Regions from separate parts of the Mus musculus genome. Here region 1 is linked to region 2. Evidence: chromatin contacts called from public HiChIP or PLAC-seq data. All regions are on one chromosome and are shown on one strand. The core of a region is the stretch at or near the end of the contact, and the rest is flanking DNA. Distances in the headings are between cores, read along the strand shown.

What was found. HiChIP or PLAC-seq counts read pairs in DNA pulled down with a chosen protein or histone mark.
Region 1: a FOXA1 HiChIP or PLAC-seq map of pancreatic cancer cells shows a contact between it and region 2. The contact joins the promoter of 4930447K03Rik here to the promoter of 1110046J04Rik in region 2. A contact is called at or near these places in 1 of 39 promoter capture datasets (the SN4741 cell line) and 3 of 115 datasets of contacts at active chromatin or transcription factors (embryonic stem cells and pancreatic cancer cells).

Annotation. Positions count from the first base shown.
Region 1 is chr13:34,111,460-34,114,889 of GRCm38.p6, forward strand. It overlaps 4930447K03Rik (RIKEN cDNA 4930447K03 gene), which reads right to left and starts at 1,813. Exons shown (of 5, transcript NR_046184.1): 1 at 1,735-1,813.
Region 2 is chr13:33,933,845-33,937,829 of GRCm38.p6, forward strand. It overlaps 1110046J04Rik (RIKEN cDNA 1110046J04 gene), which reads left to right and starts at 2,188. Exons shown (of 5, transcript NR_040707.1): 1 at 2,188-2,253. Serpinb6a (serine (or cysteine) peptidase inhibitor, clade B, member 6a) reads right to left here and starts at 2,239. Exons shown (of 7, transcript NM_009254.3): 1 at 2,078-2,239.

The DNA.
Region 1 (3,430 bases), core at 563-3,062, 180 kb after region 2:
CCAGAGAACTTCCACATAAAACCAGGGGGAGGCTGAGAACCAGGGGGAGGCTGAGAAACCCACCAGAGTTCCCAAAAACCTCTGGAAGGGGTGGGAGAAAGTCAACGTTGTAATGGGAAATGGAGGCATTAAGTCAGAAGGGTAGGTGGGACAGGTCAGTCAGCAATTAAGGAAGGGGAGCTAAAAATGATGGAATGAGTTATGTCCACTTCCCAGAAAGCATTACACATCACACTAAGTTCTAAGGGTAAGGCCTAGTAGTAGAGCCATGCAAAAGGACCTAGGTTCAAAGGCCAGCACAACATCCTGAAAATCCTGAAGCAAAACAAACCAACAAAGCCACCACATTGGGAACTTATAATATGCACCCTGGAAGGCGTCTCAAATTGATTCCAAAAAGCATACAGACAGAGTTCTCCTTGTATGCAGCATTTGTCAAGTGGCAGGTATCAGTAAACATGGCTGAAGATGCTCAGTGGAGAAAGGCAAGGGAAAAAAAGGAAAGAATTTGTGGGCTTACTGGTGGGATAGCATCTGAAAACCATGGAGATGGGAAGGGCAGGAGCTTGACAGGTGCTGCCGCCCTTCAGTCACTTTCTTAATTCTGTCTTGACGTGTTAATGTTGCAAGAGGAAGGATTCACTGGGCTCTCTGCAGATGCCATGAGTCACAGCTGCCATGATATTCAGGAGTCTCCTTTTCAGGGGACAAGTGGCAGCCCCTGCCCCCCCCCCCCCAAGCTTGCTACAAGTCTAGGATTCCTGACTACTCCTCAGGACCACTGGATCAGAACGTGCATCTGATGGAGATTCCAGGTGATAAGCAGGCAATTGCCAAGACTAAGGAGCCAGATGTGGACTCAGAAGATCTAACCTGGGTCATGGCTCATCATAAGAAACAAGGACAAGAGGAAAGAGTTCAGGGTGTAGGGCATTGGGGTGCTGAAAACCCTGTATTCTCCATTTCCTTTGCTCAAGGCTTGGCAGTGGGATCACCTGATAGTAATCCATGGTTTTCTCCACAGAATTTCACAATTTCATATGATTCAACCTAATACTCTGGAGAGTGTCCAATGTGTGACTCATGCCTCCCACAGTTACAGCGTGGCACCGATGTAATCCTGTTCTTTGACCTGTATGCAGCTGCGGCTCCAGAGGAGACACTGGCAGAGGTGTGCCTTTCTGCTTAGGGAGTCAGACTCCTGTAATCCCTTTCACGTCATCAACAATGACAAGCCATAATAGTGTCATACACTGCTCATTTGTGTTCAACCTTATAATGACTGTACAACGATCATTTGAGATGTATAGGTGAAGAAATGAAACCACAGAGAGGTTGAGTAAGTTGCTCAAAGTCACACAACTTGGAAGCAAGAAGGCAGAGCAACTTGATGCCCTGAATATTTCACAGAATTTCTGAAGAAATGCCAGACTAAGGCCATGGAGACTTCCAAGATCATGTGCTACAGTTTGGATCTGGGATGTCCCACACAGGCCTTTTTGTTTAAGACATGATTCCCAGCTTGAAGAGGTAGAACCTGTAGGAGGAGGGACCCAGACCATTGGGGCTGTAATGGCTCTTGTTTAATTTTACTGAATCTGAAATACTTAGGAGACAATGGCTCTGGCCATGTCTCTGAGGGAGATTCCAGAGTTGTGTTTGGGGGTGGTGCTCCCCTCACTGTGGGTGACACAGCTGGGATACAAGCTCTGAGGGAAAATCAGTGATGCTTGCCTTTGTCTCTTGCAGAGGACTCCAGTCCTGTGGCTCCCACTGCCGCTGCCACCATTACCATCAGACTCTGACTTCTTTCGGCCTTCCATCCTGGAACGAATACCAATGACTCACCAGGAATCTGGAGCCTTTGGCTCCAGAATGGAATTGCTGTGGTATCTGAAAGTTCCAGAATCCACACAAGACACCCCAAGACCAAGTTCTTAGCACAAAGGAGATTTATTTGCCTCAGAGGGAGAAAGGGCAAGGAATAAGAGACAAAGACAGGAAATGAAGGATGAGGGAGAAGGGGAAGGACAGAGAGTGGGGGAAAAGATATTTGTCCCAGATTGACAAAGGACTGTCTCTGGATAGAGAGGAGACAGATATGGCCCACCTGAACATGGAAGTTTATAAGGGAAAAATGGGGGAAACCTGGTGCTAGGTGAGGTGTTTTGTTTTAATTTGGGTATGTTAATTAGGTGAACCAAAGGGAGCTTTTAATTTCTGGATTTCAATATTTTGATAGCTGGATCTTGGTAGTTAGCCTCAGACAGAAGGAGTGAGGGACCTTGGAGACTAGCTTCAAGAATATAATCTGTTTAGCAAGGTAAAGGAAATAGGGGAAAGGCAAGGTCTGACAGCCATGTTTGCCATTCTCAGGTCTGTGTTTGCCATGCTTGGGCCTGCTAGAGCCCTTCAGTATCCAGCTTTGTGCTCTGAATAGCCTCTCCTGCATACATACAGCCTTTGTCAGGTCACCAGAACCTTATTATGCAAGCCACATGCATCTATGTAGACATACACTCACATTCACCTATTCTAGTCTTCTAAAGAACCTTTGGCCAATACAGGGACCTACAGGGACCCTGGTACCCTGGGACCCTGGCTTCCCCCTCTTCTCTTGGCTTCCCAGCAACCAGGAGGTATACTTATTTACTTCCTTTTTTTTTTTTTTAACCATATTCGCTGGCCATGATGTGCTTGCTCTGTTGCCACAGTCCCAAAGTAACAGGACATAACCCAAAACCATGAACCCAAATAGTATTTCCTCTGTTCAGTCCGCCACATTCGGAATTTTGTCTCCATCGTGGAAAGCCAGCTGGTCCAGAGGCAGTGGAAGGCTCTGTTAGGATGACTTAGGGATGTGGAGATTGCTCAAAGGATAAAGTGCTTGTTGTATGTGGTAGTCTTGTCAAGTCGACACACTGTGGAAGGGAGGCCTGGTGAAGAACTGTTGAGATTGACAGTGACCTAGTTAGCATTAGCTGTGGATTTGACACAACCTGGAATCACTTGAAGAGTCTCAAGTAATTATCTCTGTCAGGTTGGTCTGTGGTGTGCCTCTGTGAGATTGCCTTGGTTTTTAAGAGATACAGAGGCCCTTCTGACTGTGGAGGGCAATGTTCTCTCTGGGCAAGGGGCCCTGGGAAATGAAAGAAAGCTGGCTCAGTGTGGGTTTAGGGGTGAGTGAGCCAGTAGATGCTGCATCTCTATGGCTTCTGCTTCAAGTTCCTGCCTGAGTTCCTGCCCTGGTTTTCACCCAGTGATGGACTGTTACTGGAAGCCACAATAAAGCCTTTCCTCTTCTAAAGTGCTTTTGAGCATGGTATTTGACACAGCAATTGAATGAAACAGTCCCAGGTGCCTGTGGGGGGTGAGGTGGGGGGAATTGATTGGTGCCACTGAATTGAGGCTATGCAGCCTAAACATGTCT
Region 2 (3,985 bases), core at 938-3,437:
TTCAATGGCCTGGCCAAGATGCTGACCTAATCAAGACAGTAACTTTTGGTGTTCCTGAGTACTGTCTCCTGAGTGACTCCACTCCTGCCAGTTAGAAAATCATCACCAACCTTCTCCAAGTGCAAGAACACACAAAGGATGTCATTTGTATGGCACTTGGAGGCCAGTGGTTACTGAGATGGTTGGCCAAGAAGGGCATATAAGCAATAGGGTCAAATATCTGTTCCCTTTCACTAGCACAATGACAACACACAGCTGAAAGGTCTGCAAAGACTGACTGTGTGGCTTAATCCCATGTCCAGAAAGCAGAGAGTTGGTATTCCATGTGACCCTACAGCACATGCTTGAAGGCTCTTTTGGATAGAGAAGGGGATGATGGTGGGAGGTACAACTGTTGACTCACTAAACTAATTTAAAGATGCTTTGAACTAAAAACGGACTAATGGAACTTTAAGTACCCAGTCATTTCTGGGTATCTGAAGAATATCAGTTGATATCTGAAGATGCCAAATCTTCAAGTGTTCAGTTAACTTATGTAAAATAACTTAATATTTGATCTAACCAATATAAGTGCCCCTGTGAACTTTAAATGGTTTAGAGATGTGTAAATACCCAGCACAATGTAAAAGCTAGATAAATGATCCCTATTAGCATGCTGTTTAGAAAACAAGAAAGGGGAAAGAGTCTATGCAGTCCAGATTGGGCTCAAACTCTCATTTCTCTGCGTCAGCCTCCTGGGTCCTGGGATTACAGGTATACAGCAACACATCTCAGTTCTCCTTCAATGTTTTCTATCAGATTTTGATTTCTGCTTCATGTTGACTAAAAGTAAAATCCATGTATGAGATGGTATGGGGAGACATGCAGGTATAGGAAGCCAAATAAACTTGGTATATGGAGCCAAGAGTGCCCCAAACACACCCTTTCTGCGTGATGACACAAGCCATATCGGATACAATTACTCAGAGCAGCCTTGAAACACTAGGACACACCCCATGTAAACGGATAACAGCAATCATCCCACAAGCCCCAGCGCCACAGTCCCTGATCACACATACTTTTACCCAAGGTTACTTGATATATTAGATCCAACACCCAACTCCTAAGCCACTGGAGGAAGGAAATGAGCAGCCTCTGGAAAAGACCTATTACAATCAATTGCCTCCCAAGCAGTCAGAAAAATAAGTGCCAAACCTCGCCCAGTTTTCCCTCACTCAGTGTTTCTGACACCATATGAATACTAGCTGTCCATATTTCTGATCCTAATGTGGAGAAAAGACCTAACCTAACGGGAGGAAAGGAGGAAGACCAGGCATGTATCTCAGTAGGAAAGAACTTGCTCAGCATTACAAGGCTCTGGGTCCATCAAAAAGAGGAGGGAGGAAAAAACAAGTTCACATGCCAAGTGCTTCTGGCACAGAAACTGTCAAAAACTTTGCCCATGATTTTCTCCTAACCTGACAGATATCAAATTTGTGAGTTTAGTAGGAGGGAAAACAAACAAACAAACAAACAAACAAAACCCAAAGATCTGGAATTGTTTCTCACAAGTATTTATGTTTGTGGGCCTCCGGGGTGCTTAAGATTTGTCACAAACTTCCCAGCACAGCCTGGGCAGCGCCCCTGGGAGATTCAGGCACACTGGACAGGAAAGGGTCTGAGCACCCAGCCCTTGGTCTCTCTCCCCCACCTCCCAGATCCCAACGCCCGTCCTAGTGCGTCACCAGCCTGCGTCTCTGGAGTCTCCAGGTTCACTCCGGATCGAAGGACATACGTGATCACCTGTAGCCCCGGGGCCCCGCGCAGCAGCCAGGCCGGCTCCGCGCAGCCCCCATCCCTCGCTAGCCGTCGCCTCCAAGGACTCTGGCAGATCTGGGAGGGCGGCGATGTCACCAGATGGCTGGGATCACAAGGCGACTCACTTGGCTGCGTCACGGCCCGCTGAAGCCGCTGTGCAGCAGAGGGAACCCGAGTCAGGTCCACAGGGCTCTCGCCGCGCGCCACACCCGCCTGCGTCCCCAGCTCCCCACCCCCACCCCGCCACCCCACCCCCGCCTCAGCCCACCGAAGAGCATACCCTAGATTCTCCTAGATTCTCGATTTCCGGACTGGTAGCAAGCAGAGAAGAGATGAGGAGGCCCCAACCGCGCCCGAGGCCTTAAATACTTATGGGGGGCGGAGAGTCGGGAGGAGTCTGAAGGCCAGGGTGCGGCCGCTCCCGAGTAGGAAAAGGAAGAGAGTAAGTAAGGCCAGGTGAGTGCCTGCGGACCCACAATCTAGCCTATCCTCTGGCTCTTGGCCACTTTGCCTCAGATTGGGCAGCTGATCTTTCTGGTACTTTCTGGATGCTTTGGCTACCTCCACTTAGCGATGCCAGAAGTGTGCCAGCACTTAGTGGATGGACATACTTGTGACAAAGCAGATCATAAGTTTAAAGTGAGAAAGGAAGAAAAGACTTTTAACTACTGGGGCTGGAGGTAGAGATCTTATTCAGCAGGCACAGAAAAATAAAGAAAGGTGGTCAGTGCCTGTGTCCCAGTGTAGCCTTCTCAGCTTTGGGTAAGCCTTTCCCAGCCATGAAAAGGATGAGCAGTATTCCCAGCCTTCAGCAGGCTAAACAGACCTTATCAACCTGGACACAGACATCTGTCTTGGCTGCAATTGCAGGTACCCATGGGAACTTTAAGGTTTTTGCGCTGACCTTGCTGCTACAACATACTCAAGCTGAAGAAGTGGATGGATTTTGTGGGTTTTTTTTTTCCTTTATAAACACAAAGCTTATTATCAAACTTTGAGCCTTGATCAGAACCTTTGTCTTAGCTTCATCCTTCTCTCACCCCTTTACCTTATTTCTAGCCCCCGTTTCAGGTAAACCCAGTTCAACCATGGCTGCTAGATGGCTACAGATGGACTTGAAAACTGGGGTGGGGGTGAAGGGGGGACTACTGAGAAGTGCTGTCTTGGGTGGAGCGCCACAGAAAACAGAAGAAAAGTGAAAGTATCCATGAAGCACTGTAAGCAACATGCAGCATTAATGCTAGTGCTAGCCATAAATTTTATTTTTTGAAACTGCTGCTGTAAAAAAGTGCTTTCAGGAGGATACAGGCTAGGCTGAAGAAGTGTTGGCCCGACATGGGCTTCGCCTAAGGTGTGGCTGCATAATGGGGCGAGGGAATTCTAAATAGGCATTTGTCCACAGCCAGGAGCTGCTCCAGGTGAAAGGAGTAGGATTTAAAATAAAATAAAAAGAGTAAAAAACAAAAAACAACAACAACCAAAACAGATGTTAGAAAAATTCTTAGCTCAAGTACATTTATGTTGTCCTTAATTCCCAGAAATAGGAATGGTAAATATATAAGTAAAAGAATTAGTCACGTTGAAGAGAAATTGGGAAAGTTAGAAAAGCAGGGCGCTGGAGAACAACTATCGGTAGCTACCACTGTGCCTCTTCTCTCTTTGGCAGAATTCCCAGAAGGAGATAAAGAGTGAGGCCTTGAACACGAGAGAGAGAAAAAGAGAATAGGTTTCAGAAATGGAGTTGTCCCCTGTCCAGGACGCTTTAGCACAAGAGAAGGAAAATAGATATAAGATATTTCAGAGCTCTCCTAGGGACAGGAAGAAATTGGTCCTGCTTCCTCTCTGGCTCCTGTTGGAGATATACTTAGTTCTGGTTAGGATATCTGGGTCCCTTTGAAACATCAAGTTCTATTCCCTCTCTGTCTATCGTCTGTGCACCATTTATCCATATGTCTGTCTACTTATGTTTGTTTTTGTTTTGTTGTTTGAATGATTGTTGTTCTGTGTTTCATGTTGGAAAAAAAAGGTTAAAACTTTATCTGCTGGCTGTCCATCCTTTGATTTAATTTAACTTGTTTAAAAGGCAGTCTCAATTTGCATAGCAGAAACTGATAAGCTACACTGCACTGTTCCTGGGAGTCAAGCACAGCTGGAAAAGCCCTACTAGAGGCTGATTATCTACACAAGT